Regions from separate parts of the Zea mays genome. Here region 1 is linked to region 2. A link is a contact called in public Hi-C data. All regions are on one chromosome and are shown on one strand. The core of a region is the stretch at or near the end of the contact, and the rest is flanking DNA. Distances in the headings are between cores, read along the strand shown. Region 1 holds the start of LOC100277325. Region 2 holds the start of LOC100304238 (Protein kinase superfamily protein).

What was found. Hi-C and Micro-C count contacts between places; a contact is called where the count stands out from the background.
Region 1: a contact with region 2 is called in a Hi-C map of tassel, with 2.1 times the contacts expected there. The contact joins the promoter of LOC100277325 here to the promoter of LOC100304238 in region 2. A contact is called at or near these places in 4 of 25 Hi-C or Micro-C datasets (ear, leaf, leaf mesophyll and 1 more) and 1 of 3 datasets of contacts at active chromatin or transcription factors (leaf).

What each region holds. Positions count from the first base shown.
Region 1 is chr2:205,774,658-205,778,907 of Zm-B73-REFERENCE-NAM-5.0, reverse strand. It overlaps LOC100277325, which reads right to left and starts at 1,952. Exons shown (of 2, transcript NM_001176307.2): 1 at 1,758-1,952; 2 at 15-1,647. The coding sequence starts at 1,851. The coding sequence ends at 872.
Region 2 is chr2:205,559,375-205,563,467 of Zm-B73-REFERENCE-NAM-5.0, reverse strand. LOC100304238 (Protein kinase superfamily protein) reads left to right here and starts at 2,574. Exons shown (of 5, transcript NM_001361391.1): 1 at 2,574-3,046; 2 at 3,770-4,093. The coding sequence starts at 2,834.

The DNA.
Region 1 (4,250 bases), core at 703-3,202, 220 kb before region 2:
GAATACAGCAACGGCTCAAAAAGATGCATCATTGAATGTTTTTATAACAAGACTGACCACGAAAACAAACACTTTGTACCAGCAAGAAAGAAAAGAATGCAAGATATATTCGAAATGTTAGGTTGACACATGATAGACTGACGTATAAATAGAATTACGGCAACTATGGTCACTATTCTAAAGAACCAAATTCAGAGCACAGACTACCTTGCTGCAACCAACCTATATTAACACCACCTCGTAGTAATATATTCCCATCAGAATATGACCCAGCCAAATGTCAGCAATATGTCAAGGGAGACGCCAGAAGAGGCAGCCGACGAGGAAGAGACGGCGCTGTCCAGCAAGGAGCAGCAGCGGCAGACCAAGAAAGGTGAAAGCCAACCTGACTTGCCTGAAGACCATGAAGTGGTGCAGCAACATGAAGAACAGGAGGGCGACGGCGACAGAAAACCAAAGCCGTAAGCGCGGAAATGTGAGAGTAACGGGCCCTGAGTGGGCCATGTAATGTGCTAAGCGCTGTGTCATTGGGCCGAGCCCGTGTAAGGGTATAAGGGTGACTCTGGGAAGAGGATTATGGAAAAACCAGAAGAAACTGAACATAGACGAACACCACCGTTGCCTACATCTCTGCTTCCCTTCCAGATCTCATGCTCTCTTCTTCCACCCTCTGCGTGTCTAACACCAAGGTGATTCGCAATTCGCATCTGGGTTGCTCGCCAAACCAATTCCGAGCACAAAAAACTGGCAATGTTTCTTACTGACATCTACTAGTTATAGGTAGACCGCATCACCAAATCCACATGTGACAGTGACATATCGAACCAGAGAGTGGAAGCTAGAAAACCTCAGATGAAGAGCGCTACAACACTCAGAACCGGCGAACCGAAGACCTGGGGTTGACCCTCCTCACCTTGGTGGCCATGGAAACGGCGCCGGACGCGGCGGAAGCCTTCTTCATCTCCTTACTGCTCCTGAGCGAGGACCTCGGCCCCAAGTCTCCACCGCGGCATGCTGCGAAGTCGACGGCTGGCATAGACCTCCTCACGGACTCCGCGCCGCTGGCGGCGTAGGCCTTCTTGGCTACGCGGCGTTTGGACAGCTCGACGGCGACACAGGGGTTCTCGGCCATCGTCTCGGGGTCCACTGCCGCGGACGCGAACTCCTCGGAATAGAAGGGGAAGTCCTGCTTGCGCTTGAGCCGCTCGTTGCGGCGCGCCGAGTAGAGGTCGTAGAGTCTGCCCCGCACGAAGAGCGGGCCACCAGACGGCGTGCCCGCTGTCCTGGCAATCGCGGCGAGGTTGAGCGCCACAAGCTCGTCGTGGGCGTCCGCGCCGGCCGGGAGGAGGTTCTCCTTGTCGAACCCCACCCTCGCCGAGGGGGACGACGGAGCCGCGGCGAGGAGGAAGTTCTCCTTGTCGGCCGCCGCCCTTGCCGGAGGAGGCGACGACGCAGCCAGGTCGAGCTTGACGCGACTTGGTGGCTGGAGCGCGGCGGTCACGCGCGCGCGCATAGGGCTCGGTTCGGCGCGGATCGGCGACGGGAGAGCGGAGATGGAGGCGCGCATCGGGCTGGGCTCGAAGCGGACCGGCGACGGGATCGCGCAGACGGACGCGCGCATCGGAGCCGCCGCCTTCTTCATCGATCCTGCAGACAGTTGAGAGGAGCGCGTCAGATCGGGAGAACTGAATCGGCGCACGAGGGGGGGGGGGGGGGGGGGGGGGGGGGGGGGGCGATTGGGAATCAGCCGGCCATACCTGGAGGCGTTTGCACGGAGGAGGCTGGCACGAGGGGCGGGCGGGGCACCCGGGGCGGGCGCGGAGAGACGGCGAGAGCAGGACGGCGGTCCATGGGTCGGTCGGTCGGTCGGCTGGCCGGGGGGAGGAGAGATTGCTTCTCGGTCTCCGGCGTCCTTCTCGTTTGCTCTCGGGTTTGGAAGACGAGGCGAGGAGGCTTTTAAGCGGAGGCGAAGAGGCGGCTCTTCCAACGGTCGTCTTGCGTCTTGCAGCCCCTTTTCAAAATTGGTCCTGCGTGCTGCTTCCGTCACGCTCGGCTCGGCCCACGGGCTTTGGGGCCTTCCGATATGTGTGGAGTGGCGCGGTTTATGGCATAATAATCACCGCGATTTACGGTGTTTATTTGTGGCATCTCCGCAGCTAAGGTATAATCGTAAGTTCGTAACGTATTTTTTTTGCATTTATCAGTGATTTCTTCAAATCTCCCTTGACCAGTGTAGCAGTACTAGCTGTTTTATGCGGAGGTTTGGTGTGATGGAGAATATTTCTCGTATACACGTATTCGTGTATTTAATAAAAAGGTTTTTAATCTTGTTTTGTTTCATCCGTTCTGAAATAAGTGGGCATAGTATTTGTGCCAGTCAAACTCTCTTAGATTTAACTGTATTTGTAGAAAAATATTATCAAAATGTTTATCTCTAAATATGCTTATTATGGAAATAGATTCAATGATAATCTATCTAACAATATTAATTATATATTATAAATTTTGATGTTTAATATATCATGCTAGAGTAAGGTTAGAACACAATGTTTAATATAGAAACCTAGAGTTTAATATAGAAATACTTTACAAGGTGAAGAGTGGAACTATCTCACCGTCTCTTGTCTATCTTAATTATTAAGAAACTTGCCCCTGCCTCTGAATGCTTATGAACATACGGATGACTGGAGGAGACAACACTAATAATTCCTCAATCCTCAATAGTGTTCAATAAAAGAGACGCAACAGTGTAAAAACCACCATTACACAATAATGTGCAAAAGTCAAATGTGTATCCTATTAGATGCTCTGAGGAGGTGCTGCTCGAAGTCCAGACCCTGATGCCATGTGAAATCTCAACCTTTCTGTGTCGTTATTTGGGGCTCCCTTTATCCTTACACAAGTTGACAAAGCAACAGTTCCAACCTTTTGTGGATAAGATAGCTGATCAGCTTCCTAATTGGAAGGCTGACTTAATGACACGAGCTGGAAGAAGAGTGCAAGTTCAGCATGTTCTTACTAGCATGACAGTATACTTAGCAATGGCAGTGGATATCCCACAGTGGGGTTTGGAAACTATTGATAAAATCAAAAGAGGTTTTCTATGTAGAGGTCGCAAAGAAGCTAGAGCTGGCCACTGTCTTGTTGCCCGGGGAAAAGTCTGTCGCCCCCTAAAGCTTGGAGGGCTTGGTATTTCTGGTCTTCCAGAATTATGTTGGGCACTTCGACTAAGGTGGCTTTGGTTACAAAAGACTGACCACTCTCGGCCCTGGTCTGGACTTCAAATACAAGTCCCAAAAAAGGCTAGAGCTTTCTTTTCTGCAGTAGTAACCACTGAAGTGGGGAATGGAAACAATACCAAATTCTGGAAGGGTAAATGGCTTAATGGAAAAAGAATTGCAGATCTGTTTCCAAGGCTGGTTGGCGCAATTCCGAAGCGGGTAATCAATTGCAGGACAGTTCAGGAAGCAATTGTTAGCGCCAAATGGATTTCTGACATCAGAGGAGCTTTGTCAGTAGGGGTTTTGACAGATTACCTTCAGCTTTGGGATTTGATATCTGGCATCGAGCTACAGCCGGAGGTTGACGACAAGCATACTTTCAGTATTGCCTCGAATGGTGTGTACTCAGCCAAATCAGCATATGAAGGACTGTTCCTAGGATCTGTGACATTTGAACATTATAAAAGAATCTGGAAGTCCTGGGCCTTGCCAAAATATCGCTTCTTCCTTTGGTTGGTGGCCCATAAGAGATGTTGGACAGCTGATAGATTGGCAAAGCGAGGCCTAAATCATCCAGAGCAATGTCTGTTATGTGACCAAGAGGAAGAAAATATAGACCACCTCCTTGTGCAATGTTCTTTCGCCCGAGAATTCTGGTACCTTTTACTCAGGAAATCTGGTCTTCATTCTCTTGCACCACAGCCGACTGCAAACTCCTTCCTGGGATGGTGGGAAGTGGTGGGAGGAGCAGTACATGGTCTCACAAAAAAGGGCCTTAACTCTCTCATCATTCTGGGAGCTTGGACTTTATGGAATCATCGAAATAAATGCATTTTTGATGGCTGCAACCCAAGTATGTCTTCAAGTCTCAGAGCTGCTGATGAGGAAAGAAGATGTGAAGTGGCTGGTGCAAAACGCCTCACACATCTGGCTGCAACCTTGGTAGAGCCTTAGAAAGATTTGAGTAGTTTGATTTTTTGATCCCTTTATGGATCTCTATTTGTATGCATGTTTCTGGCCTCCGTAAGG
Region 2 (4,093 bases), core at 1,325-3,824:
TACCAGAAAGGTTCTCTTAATCGATTCGGCTGACAATGAAGCCGATGCAAGTGATTGGAGGACACGTATACTTAATTATTTGCAAAATCCCAATATCAGGACAGATAAGAACATTCGGCGAACAGCTTTCAAGTATGTTTTGATGAGTGATGAACTTTATCGCCGAACGGTTAATGATGTCCTGCTTAAGTGCTTGGGCCCAGATGATGCTATATTAGCTATGGCCGAAGTACATGAAGGAATTTGTGGTACCCATCAATCAGCTCCAAAGATGAAGTGGTTGTTGCGAAGGTCTGGTTTTTATTGGCCTAGTATGACAGCTGATTGTTTCAAGTACTACAAGGGGTGCCAAGTGTGTCAAAAATTCGGCGACCTGCAGTTGGTCCCTGCAGCCGAATTACATCCTATCATCAAGCCTTGGCCATTCAGAGGATGGGGATTAGACTTTATTGGAGAAATTCATCCTTCATCATCAAAAGGGCATCGGTTTGTGTTAGTTGCCACTGACTATTTCACCAAATGGACTGAAGTCGTTGCTCTAAAGAACATGACGCATAAGGAGGTAATTGAGTTCATAACTGAGCATATTATTCATAGATTCGGTATTCCCCAGACCTTGACTACAGATCAAGGTACTTCTTTTATGTCAAAGGAGGTACGTGAATTTGCTGAATTATACAGAATTAAGCTACTTAATTCGTCTCCATATTATGCTCAGGCCAATGGACAGGCCGAGTCTAGTAATAGGACGTTGATTAATTTGATAAAGAAGAAGATATCTGATAATCCTAAACATTGGCATAAGATTTTGTCTGAAGCTTTATGGGCTCATAGAATATCTAAACATAGTGCTACTAAAGTATCTCCTTTTGAGCTTGTCTATGGGCAGGAAGCAGTGTTACCTGTGGAAATAAGTTTGAATGCTGTCAGGTTTGCCAGACAAAATGATCTAACTGCTACTGATTATTATAATTCAATGATGGATAATATTGATGAGGTGACCGACAAGAGGATGATAGCTTTGGGAGCAATAGAAAAGGACAAGATCATGGTAGCCAGGGCCTACAACAAGAAGGTCAAAGCAAAATCATTCCAAGTAGGAGACTTGGTGTGGAAGACCATTCTACCTCTAAGGAATAAAGACCGAAAGTTCGGGAAATGGTCGCCAAGCTGGGAGGGTCCTTATAAAGTGAAACAGGTGATGTCTGGTAACGCTTATTTACTACAAACATTACAAGGCAAGGATTTACCTAAGGCTTTGAATGGGCGTTTCCTCAAACAGTACCATCCTAGTATGTGGCAAGATGCCTAAGAAAACTGATGTGATCACATCGAGTTAGTTGCTTTTGGTTCGCCCAGCTCCACCAAAAGGCAGGGGGGCATATGTTCGAACCAAAAATGAGCCGGCGGACTGTCCGGTCCTGAGGCCGGACGGTCCGCGGTCCGGACGGTCCGCGCCTGTGGGCCGGACTGTCCGCGCATGCGCAGAGCAGATTAGAGTTCCGAGTTTTGTGCTACGGTTGTTAGCTAAAATCGCGGGATAAGCTCGGGAATTAGTTTGTAAAGGGTCCAGCCCCCCTTCTCTATAAATAGAGAGGTATACGACCGATTTGTAATCATCAACAATCGAATCAATACAACTTCTATTTCGCATTTTATCCTAGGAGTAGTTCTAGTCTAGTTTAGGTTTAGCCTCTCGATCCCCAAATTCTCCGCCTCTCCTCGACTCTACGTCGATTAGAGGAGTCTAGGTCGGTCTACCCGAGCCTAGACACCACCTAGGATCTCTACTCCCCGACGGGGTCCCTCCCGGGAGCGAGATCCAGGCGCCGTCGGCGATCTTCCGCCGTCCCTGCGTACGCGCGGACCGTCCGGCCCCAGGGCGCGGACCGTCCGGCCGTCAGGCAGGAGCCCTAGCCGCGCACCAGGCCGCGGACCGTCCGGCCCCAGGTCGCGGACAGTCCGCCCTTGCGCAGAGAGCACCACCGCGCCTCGCACCAGGCCGCGGACCGTCCGGCCCCTGCGCGCGGACCGTCCGCCCCTGTGCAGAAGGCACCGCCACGGTTCTTGTTGAGTGTTTGGCGCTCCAAAAAGGCGTCAACAATGTCATTGACTTATGTAAACCCCACATGTAAATGAGATATCAATGTTATATATCTAAAGTTGTAACCTTTTAATAGTACAAATTAAAATTTCTCATGTCAATAGACGATTCGTTTGATATATTCTTGTAATAAAAGTATTTAGAGATAATAAATTATCTGGAGATATAAGTATTATTTTTTATATAAATTTAGTTAACTTTAAGCGAATATTTTTTGAAACCGAGAGAGCATTATATTATATATAAATTAAAGTTCAAAGAGGGTAAATTTAAAGTGCATTAAAAGTCACGTTTTTTTCAGTAAAAGTGAGGCAAACGATGATTTGCTTTTGCCGATTGTTCAGGATGGAAAAGAGAGAAGTTCGAAGAACAGGTTGATTGGCGATGGGACGATGGAATCGAAACTGTCGTCGTGGGTGATCGTTCAATACATCCAAAATAGGAGGAGCGACGTGGGAAAGCGCCCCGCGTCCTCCTCTCCATTTCGCTCTGTCGTCCAGGGACAGGGAGGCAGGGAAGGGATGCTGCTCTCCGTCCCTCCCTCCCCCGCCACCTGAGCCCGCCCCCCCAAAAAAAAGTTTTAACCAACCAAACCCACCACCACCTGCCTGCGCGATTCCCATCCCACCCCAATTAACCCGGAAGAAGAGCTCGCAACGCCCCCGGTGGGATCGCCGGACACCTACGCGGGCCTCGCCTTGAAATCCCTGTTGGAAACCGAGGAGGATCATGTCGCGGGTGGCGTCGTTGTCGCCGTCCTTATCGGGCGACGAGGTGGAGGTGGAGGAGGAAGACGACGAGGGCGTCGACGGGTACCGCAAGGGCGGCTACCACGCCGTACGCCCCGGGGACCAGTTCGCCGCCGGCCGCTACGTCGCTCAGCGGAAGCTCGGATGGGGCAACTTCTCCACCGTCTGGCTCGCCTTCGACGTCCAATCACAGGTAGGTGGGCGCGCCCTCTGGCCTCCTCCCTCCGCATGAGATCGCGGCTTCTCCCCGCATCCTCAGCGATCGAGGGGAGACTAAAGATCGTCCGCCTTCCCCGGCGCGATCCCTCCCCTCCGCTTCGTAATGCGATTGCCCGCCTAGATCTCGCGTTTTGTCGATTAGCGGGCCACCGGTCGATCGCTTGATCGGATCGCAAGTACCGCTGCCACCTCGCGCGCGCCCTGCCCTGCCCTGCAATCGGGCCCCACGCGAGGGGAATGGGCGCGGGATTGTGATTGCGACGGGGCTGTCCGACACTCACTCGGATTTTATAGGCTTCATTTCACTAGACTAGGGATTCGGTTTGTCGTTTCTTGCCCCATCTGGGAGTTTGGTTCATCCGTTTGCCGCTGCCATTGGGAAGAGAAAGCTTTTAACTCTTCCGTTCCCAAGCAACCAGAATCAGGTGGGTTCAGGTCTGGAGGGAAACAATGCCAAATTAAAGTTTTCATCTATTTCACTAGCCGTACAATACAAAAATAAACCCAGTTGCCAGTACCGATCTTTTAATGTCCTTTTCTCATAGTAATAATGTGCCTTACGTTTAACTATAACCATGATTAACTATAACCGTGATTGTAATTATTGCTCTGGATACTCTGGTGTCTTTGATTAGAGTTATGAAATTGGATGAAAAAAAGAACATTGTTTTCACAAATGGTACTCTCCTTTCTGCAGAGATACGTGGCCCTGAAGATCCAAAAGAGTGCGCCTGAGTTTGCGCAAGCTGCTCTTCATGAAATCGAGTTCCTATCAGAGATCACCAAGAGGGACCCGTTGAACTGCAAATGCACCATTCAGCTGATAGATCACTTCAAGCACACGGGGCCGAACGGGCAGCATATCTGCCTCGTCTTTGAGTTACTGGGAGATAGCTTGCTTAAGCTGGTACAGTACAACCGGTACAAAGGCATCGGGTTCGATAGGGTGAGGCAAATATGCAAGTCGATTTTGGTAGGTCTTGATTACTTGCACAATGAGCTTGGCATCATCCATTCAGAT